Linked DNA regions of Sparus aurata: region 1 is linked to region 2. Evidence: chromatin contacts called from public Hi-C data. All regions are on one chromosome and are shown on one strand. The core of a region is the stretch at or near the end of the contact, and the rest is flanking DNA. Distances in the headings are between cores, read along the strand shown. Region 1 holds the start of LOC115586239 (protein FAM180A). Region 2 holds the start of tmtc2b (transmembrane O-mannosyltransferase targeting cadherins 2b).

Evidence for each region. Hi-C and Micro-C count contacts between places; a contact is called where the count stands out from the background.
Region 1: a contact with region 2 is called in a Hi-C map of an unstated tissue, with 5 times the contacts expected there. The contact joins the promoter of LOC115586239 here to the promoter of tmtc2b in region 2. A contact is called at or near these places in 2 of 2 Hi-C or Micro-C datasets (skeletal muscle and an unstated tissue).

Annotation. Positions count from the first base shown.
Region 1 is chr8:24,810,059-24,813,731 of fSpaAur1.1, forward strand. It overlaps LOC115586239 (protein FAM180A), which reads left to right and starts at 1,749. Exons shown (of 3, transcript XM_030425087.1): 1 at 1,749-2,033. The coding sequence starts at 1,955.
Region 2 is chr8:24,646,346-24,649,843 of fSpaAur1.1, forward strand. It overlaps tmtc2b (transmembrane O-mannosyltransferase targeting cadherins 2b), which reads left to right and starts at 1,544. Exons shown (of 12, transcript XM_030426122.1): 1 at 1,544-2,100. The coding sequence starts at 2,018.

The DNA of each region.
Region 1 (3,673 bases), core at 499-2,998, 160 kb after region 2:
AAGTAACAATATATGTGTCTGACAGGCACAAAATACTTTACATGACAAGCTGAGCAGAGAGATAATGACCAAACTATATCGTCATTTCAATCTAAAATGATGACTGGACAGCAGAGTCACCAGACTGAAATGTTGCAATTGTATATCACATCAACATTTCTACAGTATTTATCATTATACGTTCAGATTACTCGTATTTCTCGGCAGGATAAGGAGGATGGTGTGGTGGGACAGGGGAGAGGGATGCCAGATGTTTCAGCAAACCATGGATTAGGGCTGCACGATTCTGGAAAAAATGTGAATCATGATTTTTTTGCGTAGAATTGAGATCACGATTCTCTTGCACGATTTTTTCACAAAATGTTTATTGCACTGATGAGTAAAAAAACATTGTAGTATGGCAGAGGCATAAAGCAATGGTTTTTTTTGTTTTGTTCAAGTTCTATCATTGGATGAGAAATGATTTTTTCAGTTGCTTAACTAGCAGGCGAGGTGGAAATAAGTGTACCCTCTGAGGTTGCAAATCGGCGGACCTAAACAGACCCTCAATTTGCCGCCCTCTGTCTAAAACCGTGGACCTAGCTGCCCAAAAGACGGGCAGATTGGCGGCTTGCTGCCCCGTCTAAAACACTCACTGTCACTCACTCCTTCCAAACACTTAACTGCAGGCGGGCTTCCTCCGCTGAATCCCATGTTGTAAAGATGCTTTACCACAGGTTGAGGGAGGAGGCAGCGGCAGTGCTGCGTTTGGAGGCGCTTCGAAAAATCCAGGAGGAAAATAGGAGCATTTGTTTGTGATTCAGCTCGAGATATAAAATGCTCCATAATTGCTATCTGTAGAAATAAGATCACGTGTATGTGTGAATCGAGATCGCGATTTTTTAGCTGTTAATTGTTTCCTTAGGTTCAATTATCTAAATTTCATATTGTGACAATACTGTTAGGTTTAGGCAGAAAAATCACGTGGTTAGGGTTAGGGAAAGATCATGTCTTAGCTTAAAATATCTGTTTTGGTCACCTCAAATGCGGCTAAAGACATTACAACATCTGGTCAAAAACACCTGGTTTTATCACAACAAACATGGATGGAATTGGCCCAGAAGTATCCTTAAAAATAACTTTAATGTTAACCATAACCATAATGTTGAAATGCATCCTCGAACTGCAGTCAGTGACTTGGCTGTCTGTATGTATCTCCACCTCCAAGATGGATATTGAAGTTAGGTCATAAACATGAATGAAAGGTGAATTGTCAATGCAACACATACAAATGTGGTCATGCTAGCGCTTTGCAGAAATGTGCTCACATTTTTTTCTGGTGACTGGGCGCAAAAATGTTCAAGACCAGATTTCTTCCTGTTTTAACTGACAAAAACTGGCTAATTTTAGCAACCATTGAGGCATTTTCCAGCTGTCGCTTAACTGGCTGCCAAAACCCGATCTGTGCATAACCCTTACCGAGTGTTTCTTGTGCCTAACCAAACCGAAACCTTCAGCACAGCGTTGCCACAACAACTGAAGCATTTCTTCTGGCGGCCGGGTTGGAGGTGATGCACTGTTGACTTGCATTAGCACAACAGTGGATTTTAATTCAATACCCGTAAGTGATGGGAAAATGATTGTTTTACTGTCTGTGAACCTGGTGACAAGCAGCTGAAAGCATTTTAAGAGACGAGGTGCACAGTCAGAGGAGAGAGAGAGAGAAAGAGAGAGAAAGAGAGAGAGAAAGATCAGATGTGGATGGGAGGAGGGGAGAAACACAGTCCCGAGGACAGGATGGGGTGAGGGAACATAAGTGATGAGGAAAGTGCACAGTCTGGTGCTGTGCGAGGCTGCAGAGGCAGAGTTAAGAGAGGGGAATAAATGCAACAGAGGAGCATCCTGGGTGCTGACAGGCAGAGACACAGTGGCAGGCGATACATGCGGTTAACGGCGTGAGAGTGATCAGGCCACCATGCTGCCTTGGAGGATGGTCATCGTTGGTCTTTTCTACTGCTGCATCAAAACAGGTGGTACGCAGTGTCAGGCTAAAGGTAAGACATGAGCTGAGGTGTGATATTGGAGTGCAGGTCAGCAAACATTTCAGTTTGTAGAGTCCAGTTTTCTCTACATGATTCTTCACAGAGCAGAATATATTTCGGAGCAGTGTGAACGTTATTCGATCTCTTTTTCATGTGAGTCTTGGCTACAGGAGAATTTCACGCATAAGTCAGTTATTTATACAGTGTTAATGATGTTTTTGCGCCGTGATTGAATGAGTCTTGGCTGTAGGCTGAGTGTACTTTGGTTAGTGTAACATAATATTGATTCATAAAAAAATATGCAAATTAACAAAATCTTGTACAAGCATAGCATATTGTAATAGGGATGACCTCATTATGTGTATTGGACAGGAGAATATTTTTATCTCTGCAGCCCTCCTACATGAGTGGGAAATGATCCGTCTACATCAACCCCATTGTTTTGTTTTTTCAGAGCAGAATCCAGAACGGTGCAATGCAAAAAGTACTAAATAAGTGCCGTCTCACTCATTCGTCAGAGGAATACTGTGTTTTTCAGTTGAAGCGCACATTTATTCAATGCACGCTTTTATCATCATCTCTCTACTAAGTTCAGATGTCAACCGCACCTGTTTCTAATACAAAAGGAGGAGCAGGGGGATCTAAAGACAATCTGACAGAGGAAACTCATATTCCTCAAGTGAAATGAAAAGCATGCCGCTGAGATATCCAGGCCTGCTCCTGTCATGAACCGCCTTCGTCTCATCAGCTGGGATCTTTGATGGTTTGATCAAATGTTATTGGTCCTATCGTTCACCGAGACATGAACAGAAATTAAGATCCAGGGATGACATGGCGGCGAAATAACTCAGATGTTGGATTTTTTTTGTTTTGTTTTATGGCTGGGGACACTTCTCCACTGACAGGAAGCATGAGCAACATTAAAGCACTGAGAGTCATCAGAAGCACATATTTGTCCTCTGTTATCCCTTTGATACAGAGCCCAGCTGGTAAACACATGAAATGCTTAGTGCAGTTTTACTGATGTGCGTAATTTTAGGTTCATCAAAATTGCTCCGAAAATAAGCACTCTGCAGTGCATTCAGATGTGGACAACTGGATTGTTTGAAGGTTAAGCAGTAATGTTGAAACACTTTCATCAGTATTTTTTACTAGAACATAGATTTATTTAATCGTGGCAGTTTGGAGGACCCCTAAAGAGAGAAAGTAATCATCGCTACAGTGCCAGCTCTTATTGGCCTTATTGAACATAGATTAATGGCGATCATTATCTAAACATTACAACTGACTCGTGTGGATTATCTGATCCTGCAGCAGTCTATTAAAAGATCATTATCTTGTCGAGCCTGCTGCTTCTGACACCAAGTCAGTGGCAAGAAGTAAAAAGAGTTGGCGGTTGGGTCGTTGACTCTGGCTCAGACATCTAATGGTCTTCTTGATTTTGTTTCTCTCTCTGGTCACAACATCTTTACTCCAGACAAAACTGTACATGTTTAATGGTTTGGATTGTGCTGCTGCAGACTAAATAGATGACATCTAACGGCACTGTCCAGTTCAGTCACGAACTCTACCGCTTCCTCCAAGTCTGCGTGACAGGGTAGCTATCCGTCTAGATTTTTGTCTGCGTGATTTCCTCTGCAATTTTTTTCTTC
Region 2 (3,498 bases), core at 294-2,793:
TGAAGTAATGACCATCCCCACAGACATCATGCACTGTGAGCCCTCTACTGGCCGCTGTGGGGTCAGCTGATCTGTGCACTCATCTTGTAGCCTGCTCAAAGCTAAATCAGTGGAAAGCAATCACTATAGTGACACACTGAAGAGACCGCCAGTAGCCAGTGTGACGCACATGTCACCTAAAAAAGGTCTCGTCCCTTTGAGATTTGATCTGAAAGACAACCAGTGTTTTCGATTGAGATGGTCTCTGCTGTGACTGAACTCCACTCACAAAACCAGGATTTTTAGACAAAAGGCAAACTGTAAAGAAACTTTAAAATTAAACAGTTCTCTCTTTTTATCACTAAACAGAAGTAAAAAAAAAACAAACAAACAAACAAACAAAAAAAACATAAAATGCAATTCATAACTGCTGTTTTATGCATTCACGTTCAGTTTATTGAGGCCAGATTAGTGCTGAAGGCCTGATGATGGTTCACTTAAATCATCCTCAACACACTGGATGATTTCACACTGCTGTTATACTTTCTAGCCTCTGGTTTTAATCATTATGAGTCTAATTGAAGACAAAGATATATACATATCAGCCTCTATCATGATGTGCTGTATTTGGTTGATGATCAGAATGACATTACTGTTTGAAATCATATTCCACTAATTACAGTGTAAGCCCCAGGGAAGGAGATAATAACGAAAATAAATCAAATATTCAGGATTCTGCTCAGAGAGTCCACAGCACCCACCTGTACGACTCCTGGATGTCCTTGAACGTCACAGCGAGGACCACCTCCATACTATGAACTGCTGTTAGTGGTAGCAAGTGACCCTTAACCAACTGATCTCAGCATCATGTGCTGTGATTTATCCCCATCTCCGTCGGTGGCGCAGCGCGCATGCGCTTCAGATCTCCCACACCACATGGATCGTGGCTGCGTCAACGACCAAGAGACAGCAGGAGCAGAGGCGGAAGTGAAGCAGGTACATATCAAAATTAAAGCATACCTTTATAACTACTTAACAAGGGACATGATTAAAGGTGATTTACCTTTTAGAATCACGTTTTTAAAAATGATGTGTATCTTATATATTTAGGTTTTGTCTATTTGTAACGTCCTGACCTGGGCAAAATGAATTTCACCTGTAGACATTGAACATGTAATCTCACGTCACGTAATCTTAATGTATCGTTGAAAAAAAAACGAGTTTATGATATGAATATAATATGAATATTTTTTATTAACTGCATTACATGTTAAATATCAACTTATGCAGCTGGGTGACTGGCTACATTTCACTAAAATGTATAAGGTGCAAATGGCAGAGATAATAGGAAATTCAAGTTCATACATTGTCAAAAAAATGTTTGGTTTTTTCTGTCCTGATGCGGTTAACAGAGGGCTTTAATGTCATAAAACCAGACGCAAACCTTCTCTTCTCACCATGTGTCGCCCATAACGTGTGAGCTCTAGCAACGTGCTTTATTGAGAAAGTCCTGCCGGAAGTGGCATACGTCATTGAGGCTGTCTTGACGTCGGTGTGGCTCACGTCGTTGATCCGGCAGCGGCCGCTGAGCATCAGAGCGCTGATCCTCCTCCTGTGTGTCGGGAGGGAAGGCGTGCTGAACGCTGCTGCTGCCTCTGCTGCTGTCACACATCCACTGAACGCCGCTCGTCCTTTATTTCCTGTCCAACTCCCAGCAGGATAAAACAGCTCCCACTCAACATGGGTTAGAGACAGAGGACAGGACAGAGGAGAGGACAGGACAAGGAGCGACCTTATGGATTATCCACTTTGTGCACTTCAGCGAGGATGATGGGGGGGGAGCCGGACTTGTTTTCGCGAAGACATCCTGACAAAGACGGGGACTGAAGAGGGAGATCGGGAACTCGCTGCTGCCTTCTCTCTGTCTCGCTTCGCATCTCTTTTGTTTTGATTTTATTTTATTATTATTTTTTTTACTATCATTATTATTTTTTTCATTACTTCCCCCCCACCCTCCGCGTGTGTGCGAGACAGAGAAATGTTCGCAGAATTGCTGTGCGGCGCCGTGGCTCTGGTCCTGTATGTCAACACGCTGGGCGCCGATTTCTGCTACGATGACAGGTACTTGTTGGTGTTGAATGAATGACGTCCAGCCCCCCGTGTTACTAACACCGCTGTCCCCACTGTGTGCCTCTGCATCGGCTCTGATACACCACAGCATGGCATCACCGACCTGCTCTCATTCATTCATTCATTCATTGTGATAACATAGCTCTGAATGAGCAGTGTCTCGGTGCACCCGCAGCACCTGGCACTGACAGCCTGTCATTAATAAAAACCAGTCAGCCCCTTAGGGTGATTATCAGATCACCAGTAGAATCGATATTGTGATGCAGTGCTCTTCCTGGTGTTCTTTTACTTCTTCTGCTTGCCAGAAACTTAAGAATCACTGCATTCCTGTCTCCTGCAGACACTTGTTTTCTGGAGGGTTCACGCGGTTGTGATCTTACACTGTTGCCACATATTCCTGTCATGTTCCCTGCAGCAGGAGGGGGGTCGTTTTTATTTTTTATTTTGCAGGATGAGCAGTGAAATCATAAGTACATAGCCTCGACGCAAAGTGCTGCAGCCTCCAGAGTCTGAACTTTCTCCGAGTCTCTGAGTTGCACTGGAGGAAATAATTGATCTCTGGAGGAGAAATTATGTCTTCGTGCTCCGCAGAACGAGTCCCAAACTGTTCTGAATGTGCAGCCTGCTGAAAGTGTTTTGTTTTGAATCCGCTTCTCGAAAAAAATGAACGGGCGAGTTGTCACCCTCTGCTTGAAACCATCAGTTTGAGGGATGGAGCTCGGTGCTCGGGTTCAGCGGGGTAATGCATTACTCATAGCTGGCCTTTTGATATTTGATGGCTGGATGGTTGTCAGAGCCTCGGGCTCATTAATGCAGCCCCCATGCCTTGATGTGGGTCAGAGGCATCGTTATTTTCCTCCTGCCGTTATTTCCCAGCTAATAAAGGTTGATTAATAAAGAGACATAAATATTAGGAGTGGATGTTAAACAGCTGTACGTGCCAGCAGGTGTTTATATTAAAGGGGCACTGTGTAGGTTTGGAGAAGAGAACGTTAATGAGGTTATTACACAAACATTGTTTTTTCATAACTGAGTAAACAAGCTGTTCTCGGGGGGGAAAAGAAGGTCCCCAGAACACTGTTTGGAGCTGGAAAGGTGGCAGGGTCCGCCACATACAAACAAAGTGTTTACTTTCAAAGTCCATTTGTTGTTTATTCAGTTTATTCCACTGTGAAAAGAGAGATAGAAAGAGAAACCAGTGAGTGAAGATCTTTGTCTTCCGATTAAAACTACGTAGTGCACCTTTAAAACACACCCAGAGGGAGCAGCTCGGTGTAGAAACGGCGCATTAACACTCTCCACATCAACCGGCGCTGTGTTTCCTTTACATGTTCGCTCACTGCTGTGTGTATGGAACACTTCCTGTGTAACACACTCCCCGAGGCCTTG